Linked DNA regions of Sus scrofa: region 1 is linked to region 2. The links are chromatin contacts, called in public HiChIP or PLAC-seq maps. All regions are on one chromosome and are shown on one strand. The core of a region is the stretch at or near the end of the contact, and the rest is flanking DNA. Distances in the headings are between cores, read along the strand shown.

Evidence for each region. HiChIP or PLAC-seq counts read pairs in DNA pulled down with a chosen protein or histone mark.
Region 1: an H3K27ac HiChIP or PLAC-seq map of alveolar macrophages shows a contact between it and region 2. The contact joins the enhancer-like site here to the promoter of NCOA3 in region 2. A contact is called at or near these places in 1 of 5 promoter capture datasets (liver), 12 of 47 Hi-C or Micro-C datasets (alveolar macrophages, embryonic fibroblasts, epiblast stem cells and 5 more) and 2 of 2 datasets of contacts at active chromatin or transcription factors (alveolar macrophages and skeletal muscle).

What each region holds. Positions count from the first base shown.
Region 1 is chr17:49,622,351-49,626,777 of Sscrofa11.1, forward strand. The region is part of intron 2 of NCOA3 (nuclear receptor coactivator 3); the gene reads left to right. Among named protein-coding and RNA genes, the nearest start is that of NCOA3, 96 kb to the left of the region's middle. Within about 2 kb of position 3,116, at least 18 of the 83 cell types and tissues checked have an H3K27ac peak or open chromatin away from gene starts, as enhancers often do. A contact at or near this core is called in alveolar macrophages and embryonic fibroblasts, where this site is marked.
Region 2 is chr17:49,525,048-49,529,998 of Sscrofa11.1, forward strand. NCOA3 (nuclear receptor coactivator 3) reads left to right here and starts at 3,228. Exons shown (of 25, transcript NM_001114276.1): 1 at 3,228-3,258.

The DNA of each region.
Region 1 (4,427 bases), core at 1,866-4,365, 97 kb after region 2:
CATAGAATTGTGTATGTTAACATATACTAAACTTACTGTTTTTGGCCACCCTGTGGCATGTGGAATTCTGGGCCAGGTATCAGATCTGAGCCGCAACAACTGTGGCACAACACTGGATCCTTAACCCACTGCTCTGGGTCAGGGATTGAACTTGTATCCCAGTACTCTGAAGATGCTGCTGATCCTGTTGTGCCACAGTGGGAACTCTTAATAGACTTAAATGAATTAATATTTTAAATGTTTCAAGTTTTAATTTCTGATATAGTAAACTTCGATAAGTATAACCCCCATAATCAAAGCTTTATAAGAGTTCCCAATTTTTAAGAGATAAAAAGAAGCCTGATAACAAAAGGTTGAAGGAGTTCCCATTGTGGCTCAGCGGGTTAAGAACCTGACTAGCATCCATGAGGATGCGGGTTTGATCCCTGGCCTTGCTCAGTGGGTTAAGGATCTGGCATTGCCACAATCTGCAGTGTAGGTTACAGATGCGGCTCCATTCTGGCATTGCCGTGGAGTGTTATAGGCTGGTAGCTGCAGCTCTGGTTTGACTCCTAGCCTGGGAACTTCTATATGCTGTGAGTGCAGCCGTAAAAAGACCAAAAAAAAAAAAAAAAAAAAGAAAGAAAGAGGTTGAGAACTACTGATCTATTGAATTTGGTTGGAACTCTAGAAGCATTTGACGTAAATCTTTTACCCTGCTGTATCTGTTTGTTGCCTTGTAGCATGTCCACTTTCTGCCACAGCTGTCTCTGTTGGCTCTGTTTTTTCCTACTTGAACACCAGGACGACCTGAGCTAACCAGTAAAGTTTAGCGACTTTGAAAGACACATAGTGGAATTCCCACTGGGGTGCAGTGGGTTAAAAATTTGCAGTGGCTCAGGTCACTGCAGAGGTGTGGCCCTGCGTAGTGGGTTAAAGGATTTGGCAAGGCCACAGCTGTGGCTCAGATTCAGTCCCTGGGCTAGGAACTTCCATGTGCTGTAGGTACGACCATTTAAAAGAAAAAAAAAAGAAAGGGAGAGAGACACACGTTATTGTTAACCTGAATCTCTTTCTTTTATTAGTAGGAACCTGGTTGACTGAAGGTTAGACTTTGAATAGCTTGTATGACATGTGGTACTCAGTTGTTCCCGCTTTTAAATTACGGATGAGGAGTTCCCGTCGTGGCGCAGTGGTTAACGAATCCGACTAGGAACCATGAGGTTGTGGGTTCGGTCCCTGCCCTTGCTCAGTGGGTTGACGATCAGGTGTTGCCGTGAGCTATGGTGTAGGTTGCAGACGCGGCTCGGATCCCACGTTGCTGTGGCTCTAGCGTAGGCCGGTGGCTACAGCTCCGATTCTACCCCTAGCCTGGGAACCTCCATATGCCGCGGGAGCGGCCCAAGAAATAGCAAAAAGACAAAAAAATAAATAAATAAATTACGGATGAGCCGTTATTTTCAGTAGAGACTTTTTATAGCACAAGATACATTTGTGATTCTGCATGTATTAGTTTTGTTGATCCCTAGCACTGGGTCATCAGCTTGTTGAAGGGGAAAAAAACCCAAAACTTGTCTGTTTTAATCAACAGTTCTGCCTAAGCACACTGGCGTAGGGAATATGATCTCCTTTGTGTGGAAAACACCCAGGCTGTTGAAGAGTGACCACTGGAAAAAAAAAAAAAAAAAGGAAACAACCAAAACCTCCCACCTCCTCAGTTTTATTGAAAAATAATGGAAATACTTCACTGAATAAATTTAAGGGGTGTGCCGTGATGCTTTTACATATATTGTAAAATGATTGCCACAACAGGTTCAGCTAACATGTCATTTCATACAAATACAGTAAAAAGGAAAGAAGAAAAAGTTTCCTCCTTGTGATGAGAACTCTTAGGATTGACTTTTTTGCCTTAAAAGTTTTTTTTTAATTGAAGGATTTACTCTTTTAACAACTTTCCTTTTTATCATGCAGCAGGGTTATAGTCATATTGTATATTACACCCCTAGTACTTATTGACCATTCTTAATACACTTGGCGAAGTGGGTTTTGATTTGAGCCAGTTTAGTTGTATGAATGGTTTTATAAGAGTTCATAATTATTTTTTTTGCCTCAAATGTTCTCTAACGGTAATGAGGTGCTCCCAGCTTCATTTACTCCACAGGCATAGGCAGGTTTTATGAAGTACACAGAGAAGCTCTTTAAAGTCATGAGTCATCAAACTGACCTTTGAACAAAAAAAAAAAAAAACAAAACCAAGCTACGTCTTATTTAGATTGAGGGATCTTTTCATCCGATTCCTCAGTAGTTTATATTCTTGCTTGCGGCAGACTTCTTCCCTTGAACAGTCTTGACCTAGAGGCACAGAGTTTTCGCTCCGTGTAGCATAGCAGCTCTGTTTTGGAGGGGACTAAGGAGGCAGTTGTAGTTAGTTTGGATTTTGATATTTGACATTGCTACCAGTGCTACACAACCTTGACAGGTAAATGATCTTAGGAGTGCATTCTTACTTTCTTCATGGACTTTGCTGTACCTGCTCTCATTTGTTATTTGTATTATTGTCGTCCATGAAATCAGTAGTGCCTTTTGGAGATTGATTTGAAGAGTATATATCTTTCATCAGACATACAACTTTTGGGGATATAGAAGCATTATTTTTCAAAAAGCTTCTTTTGAATTTAAGGTTATTTAGGCTAGGATGGAATTATAATCACTGAAGAGTAATAAGCTGTGAGGTCAGAAAAAGAAAAAAGGCACTGGAAGCAGCAAGGACTGAGCACAGACTAACGTGTAGTCTAGATGGTGACCCATCCAGGAAGTCTCATGAGTCAGGCCAGCCATGTCGTGTTGCTAGACTTAGAGATCATCTGCTCCCACCTCTTTGCTTTTAGGGAAGGGAATCCAGCTAAGATATGCTTTTCCCTTGGTATATCTTATTCTCTCTTTCTACCTTCAATACCTTTTCTTTCTAAAATTAATTTGAAGTGTTTTATCAGCTTCACATTTCCACATTGTTAGTTTTTGAGATGTTACTGTTGCAGGGTAGCTTCTTTATGTTTTTGATATTGGTGGGCAGGGCCAGCTTGAGTACTGTAGGAGGAAGTGTCTTGTTCAAGGTTTGTTTTTTTGTTTTTAACTGCGCAGGCACTCCATATTAGGAATATCTGTCTTGTAGTTGACCCATGGTGACTATTGCATGTATCATGCACTGCTTGATTAGTGCTACTTCCTATAGCATCTTTGCTATTCTCAGCCATTGAATTACCATGTGGCTAATGATATCAGCTCTTAAGTTTTATTTCATTTATTTTTTTATTTTATAATGATTTTTATTTTTTCCATTATAGCTGGTTTACAGTGTGCTGTCAGTTTTCTCCTGTATAGCAAGGTGACCCAGTCACACATACATACATACATTCTTTTTTCTCACATTATCATGCTCCATCATAAGTGACTAGATATAGTTCCCAGTGCTATATAGCAAGATCTCATTGCTTATCCATTCCAAAGGCAGTAGTTTGAGCTCTTAAGTTTTAACATTTCTTTTTTTTTTTTTTTGTCTTTTGTTGTTGTTGTTGTTGTTGTTGTTATTGTTGCTATTTCTTGGGCCGCTCCCGCGGCATATGGAGGTTCCCAGGCTAGGGGTTGAATCGGAGCTGTAGCCACCGGCCTACGCCAGAGCCACAGCAACGCAGGATCCGAGCCTCGTCTGCCACCTACACCACAGCTCACGGCAACACCAGATCGTTAACCCACTGAGCAAGGGCAGGGACCGAACCCACAGCCTCATGGTTCCTAGTCGGATTCGTTAACCACTGCGCCACGACGGGAACTCCAACATTTCTTAAAGTATCTTCTCTGAGTCAGAAAGAATGGATTAGGGGAGAATAGGGCACAGGCTGTGATCATCTCTCCTTTATATCTTCTTTGCTTATTAATTAAAGTTATATCAGATTTTATTTCTGTGCACACACCCTTCTAACTCTGACCGCTTATCTTAGTCCAGAGCTTTATTGCTTACCTCAAGGGGTCTAAACACTCTCTCTCCTCTTTTTTTTCTTTACTGCTCATATTTTCATTATGTGCCAACAGACATTCTTAAGTATAAATAATACTTTTGATATAGAGACATTTATATCTATCAAAGAAAAATGAAACCACGAACTCGAAATAAAGAGAGACCATGAAAAAGAACCAGCACTGTGTGCTTTTACGTAGTCCTTTGAAGGTACTTGGATAACCTCTTCAGAATCTTCTAAAAGGTACCTACTTATTCTCTGATTATACCTGGGTATCTTAAGACACAGACTTCTATGGAGATAGTTTGATCCTATTTTCATGGCCTCACGTTAGCTACTACCTGCCACTCATGTCACTATTTCACTGGGAGAATGTTTTGAATTCTAGTCAACTATTTGTAAGTTGAGGATAGCCTGAATAGTTCTGGCTCA
Region 2 (4,951 bases), core at 1,978-4,477:
AATCATTATGAAGAAAATAAAGCAAGGTGATGTGACTCTGGTGTGTGTGTGTGTGTTGCTTTAGAAGATTTACCTAAGGAGGAGACATTTCAGCAGAGATCTAAGTGACAATAGGGGGCAAGCCAGGAAGAAAGAAAATTCCAGACAGCAAAGGGAATAGCAAGCAAAAGGCACAGAGGCATGCTTGGTATGTTCAGGAAACATCAGGAATGTTAGTGTCTGGTGTGGGGTTAAGAAATGAGAAGAGATGTATTACTTGAGATCAGAGAGGGAAGCCGAGGCCAAATCAATTAGGATCTGGGTTTTATCCCAAATGCCTTGGGATGCCATTGGAATATGTTGGAAGTGACATCATATAATGTATGGTTTTCCAAAGATCCCTTTGGCACTGAGTCGGGAGTGGCTTATAGGATGACTAATGGGAGAATCCAGGAGAACGGCTGGGGAACAGCTGCAGTTGTGCAGGTGAAAGTTCATCCAGGGTCTTAGTATTTCATCTCTGGATTCTCAACATGAAACCTAGTACTTAGTATCTGTTGTTCGATGAGGGGTGGAAGTTCCCTAACCAGGGATCTAACCCACCTCACAGCAGGGACCCAAGCTGCTGCAGTGACAACGCTGGACCCTTAACCTGCTGCACAGTGAGAGAAATCCGGAGCTCATGGTATTGCTAAGGTCTGTTGTGGGTACTAAGAATAGAGAACGAAAGACCCAAAAACCCTACCTTCACGGAGCTTTCATTCTAGAGAGGAAAGGAGATAATACACACTATAAGTAAACAAAAATACATGGCATTTCCAATGATAGACAATACTATGGGAGTTCCCACATGGCTCAGCGAGTTAGGGATCTGGCACTGTCACTGCTGTGGCTCTGGTTACAGCTGGGGCATGGGTTTAATCCCTGGCCCAGGAACTTTTGCATGCTGCTGGTGTGGCAAAAAAAAAAAAAAGTACTATGAAGAGAAATGAAGCAAGGAAGAAAGGTAGGGAAAACTGGAATTAAAGTGGGTGGGAATTTAAAATAGAGAAATTAGGGAAGGGCTCACTGAAGAAGTGACATTTGGACAATGACTATAGGGGGGATGAGGGAGTGAGTGATTTTGATTTTCTGGAAAGAAAAGTGAAATAGGCAGATGAAATAGCGAATGCAAGATCTTTTAGGCCAGAGTGTGCTAGGTATGTTGCAGGGGCCCCAAGGAGTCCAGAGTTCCTGGAACATAACAGTGAGTAGACGAGCTTAGAAAGGGAAGGGGAAGGCAGAGACAGGTTATGGGGTTTTGCAGGTAACTGCATAGAGTTTGGAAGATAGACATAAAGTGATTTGGTTTTTACCGGGATCCCTGTGGCTGCAACATTGACTTCAGGGGAAAGAGTAGGATGGAAGCAGGAAGAACAGCAATGGAAGCTACCGCTGTAGTCCAGATGGGAAATGGCAGTGGTGGAGCTAGCAAGTAATTATTTTATTTTAGTCACATTCAAGACATTTGAGGAGTTCCTGTTGTGGCTCTTTGGGTCAAGACCCCTACCAGTATCCCTGAAGATAAGGGTTCAATCCTTGGCCTTGCTCATTGGGTTAAAGGATCCCGCATTGCTGTGGCATAGGCTGGCAGTTGCTGCTCCCATTCATCTCCTGGCCATGGACCTTCCAAATGCCGCAGGTGTGGCCCTAAAAAGAAAAAAAGAAGACATTTGATACTGATTCAATATTATTTCCTAATATGTAGTCCATATTAAAATTTCCCCTCAAGATCCTTTTTTGTTTTGTTTTGTTTTGGTCTTTTTAGGGCCACAACTGCAGCATATGGAAGTTCCCTGGCTAGGGGTCGAATTAGAGCTGTAGCTGCCAGCCTACACCACAACTCATGGCAATGCTGGATTCTTAACCCACTGACCAAGGCCGGGGATCGAACGTGTGTCCTCATGGATACTAGTTGGGTTCTTAACCTGCTGAGTCACAATAGGAACTCCCCAAAGTCCTTTTTACATTAAACAAACAAAAAAATCTGGATCCAGTCAAGGCCCACCTATTATATTTGACTTCACCTTTTTAATGCTTCACAATTTTCAAGAGTTCAGGCAAGGGATTTGTACTGTGCCCCGATTTCTGGATTTGCATAATTGTTTTTTTCATAGTTATGTTTAGCTTACCTGTATTTTGGCAAGAATACTACGGGGGCCGGGGGGGTGCGTAATGTTTTCCTCATTAGGTCATATCAGGTGACACATAATATCACTTTGATCCATTATTGGTGATGCTAAGTGATAGTGTCTGGTGATATGATCACTTGGTTAAGATCACTGCACTGTAAAGCAAGCTGTTGTCCTTTATAGGTGATAGTACTCCGTGAGATGATACTTCCGGACAGAATACACAGTGAATATACTATGTCCAACAACCTTTCATCTTTTTTTTGTCTTTTTTTTTGTCTTTTTTTTTTGCTATTTCTTGGGCCGTGGGTTGGGCCGCTCCCACGGCATATGGAGGTTCCCAGGCTAGGGGTTGAATCCACCGGCCTACGCCAGAGCCACAGCAACGTGGGATCCGAGCCGCGTCTGCGGCCTACACCACAGCTCACAGCAACGCCGATCGTTAACCCACTGAGCAAGGGCAGGACCGAAGCCGCAACCTCATGGTTCCTAGTCGGATTCGTTACCAATGCGCCACGACGGGAACTCCCCACCTTTCATCTTTAGATGACTTTAGAATCTAATGAACAGCCCTATGGCTTCTGACCTTGTGCCTCAAGTTTGCTCATTTGAACAATGAGGCTAATAGTGGTCCCTAAGGGATAATGTTTTCCAGGATCAGTGCTTGGCACACAGTAAACCCTCCATAATGTTAGATATTACTGGAAGAAAGCAAGTATGAAAAAATTAATGGAAAGGCTAGGGTTGCATTTCAGATCTGGGGACCTCCCCGCTGCTCCCATGGGGTAAGTGAGCGAAAACCTTCCCGAGGTCCCCCCCCCGGCCACGCCCTCGCGCCGCGGAAGCCCGATGGGGCGGGGCCCCCCAGCGCCCAGGCCGCGCACGGCCCCCTGGGACCGGTAGTGCTGGGCGTGGCCGCGGGACTACATATCCCGGCGGCCCCCGCGCCGTGGCTCCAGCCGCTGCCTCTTCAGCCCCTCCACAGCGACAGCGGCGGCCGCGGCGGCTGAGTCGGTGGCGGCGGCGGCGGTAGCGGCGGCTGCGGGCTGAGCGCTGAGCGGCGAGTTTCCGATTTAAAGCTGAGCTGTGAGGAAAATGGCGGCGGGCGGTGAGTGGAGATAAAGGAAGAGCGGTGGCGGCGGCGAGGGGGTGGAGTGCGAGGCGGAGGGAAGAGGGCGAGTCCCTCTGGCTGCGGCGAGCCGGCGGCTCCGGCTCCGCGGAGACGCTGAGGGGCGCGCCGAGCAGGGGGCGCGCGGAGGTAGTTTCGGGGTGTCGGGGCCGCGCCGCTTCCCCGCGGCGTAGGGGCAGCCCGCGGCGGGAGGCAGGGTGTCGAGGCTGGGCTGCAGCAGCTCGGGGGTACCAGGGAGGTCCCCGCGCGGAGGGGTCACCCCGAGGAGTTTGGGGGCACCGTGGGGGTGCACTTTTTCCTCCTGTCCCTAAAGTTTTATCCTTCCCCAGTGCTCGGGGCTGCTTTTGAAAGCTCCCCACGCCCCCTCCTCCCGCTATCTGGGCACTGATTCGGAAGAACTAGGGGGCGGGGGAAGCCGCACAGCCCCCCCCCCCGACCCCCCAGCCCAGTCTCCAAGTCGTACTCAGAATCGGGTTGGATTTTGTTGCCGTGTTTCCTCCTACACTTGGGCACTTTTGATATTTTAACACGAATTATCTGCGGGATTTCCATTTTGGGCACGGGTAGGTTCTCAGCAGTTTTTCTCAGTAAAAAAGCGTTTTGCTACCTCTGGTGTGAAGGCTGGGAAATGGCAAGTGGAAGTTGGTGAATTAAATTTGGGGTTTGGCTGTCTTTATAATTACTCTTTTTTTCCCTTCTCCATCTCTAATCTTCTTACGTACATTGATTCAATTTGTGATGGTTTAAATAAACTGTCTTGCCCATGCCTGAGAAAAACAATCCATGAGTTGTTGGAGGGCTTAGTTGCTTCCTAGGCAGTTTGAGGACATTCAGGATGGAAAAGTTAACCGAAAGAGCAGTTGGGAGAGGGAGAGAGCATCGTCTTGAAATCTCGCTAAACAGGAGGCGTTCGGGCTTCTCAAATGGAAAGACACGAAAGATACGAAATGCTCTTGAAGTCGAAACCCCCCCCCCCCTTCCGAATGTAAAGACTTCCTTCTTGCAGTTTTTGAGCAGCGCTTCAAAGCCAACCTGTTTTTGTTATTAAGCCTGTACTGTAAAGAAACAGGAAGGCAGTACCAGCTGTCTTGCTGCAGTGGTTTGAAATGGAGTTGAATGAGATGAGTGAGTGGTAGTAGTAGTGAGTGAAATTGCTGCATCTCCTTGATTCAGACGCCTGGTCTCGGATCCTCTTAACCGGTTCCTGGCTGCAGGGAAGCTTCAGTGTTTGTTGCAGCAGGTTGTTTAGAGGATGATGGAAACAAACAAAAAAACCCCAACTACACGTAGGTCTTGTGAATGCTGCATAAACCAAAATGTTAAATGGAAATCTGTAAGTTTTGTGAAATGGTCTTTCTTAAAAAAATTAAATTATTGCTTGTTTATTTCGAATAGGTTATACCCAATGGAACTGGTCTGTGTACAACTGGGAAGGTACCAAAACATTGAAAAATAGCCTCTCTCCTACTCTAAACCCTCTAATTCCCGTTCCTAGGAGGCAGTGACTGTTACTGGTTTCTGGAGTGTTCTTGGTTTGGGGAATAATTATTTTAAGAATTTTCATTTGAAACACACCCCTCTTGGATACCAAAAGCAGGAAAATAAAATGAACAGAAAAAAGGGAAAATGTGGTGGAAGCATTGCTTGCTTTTTTTTTTTTCCTTAAGCAATT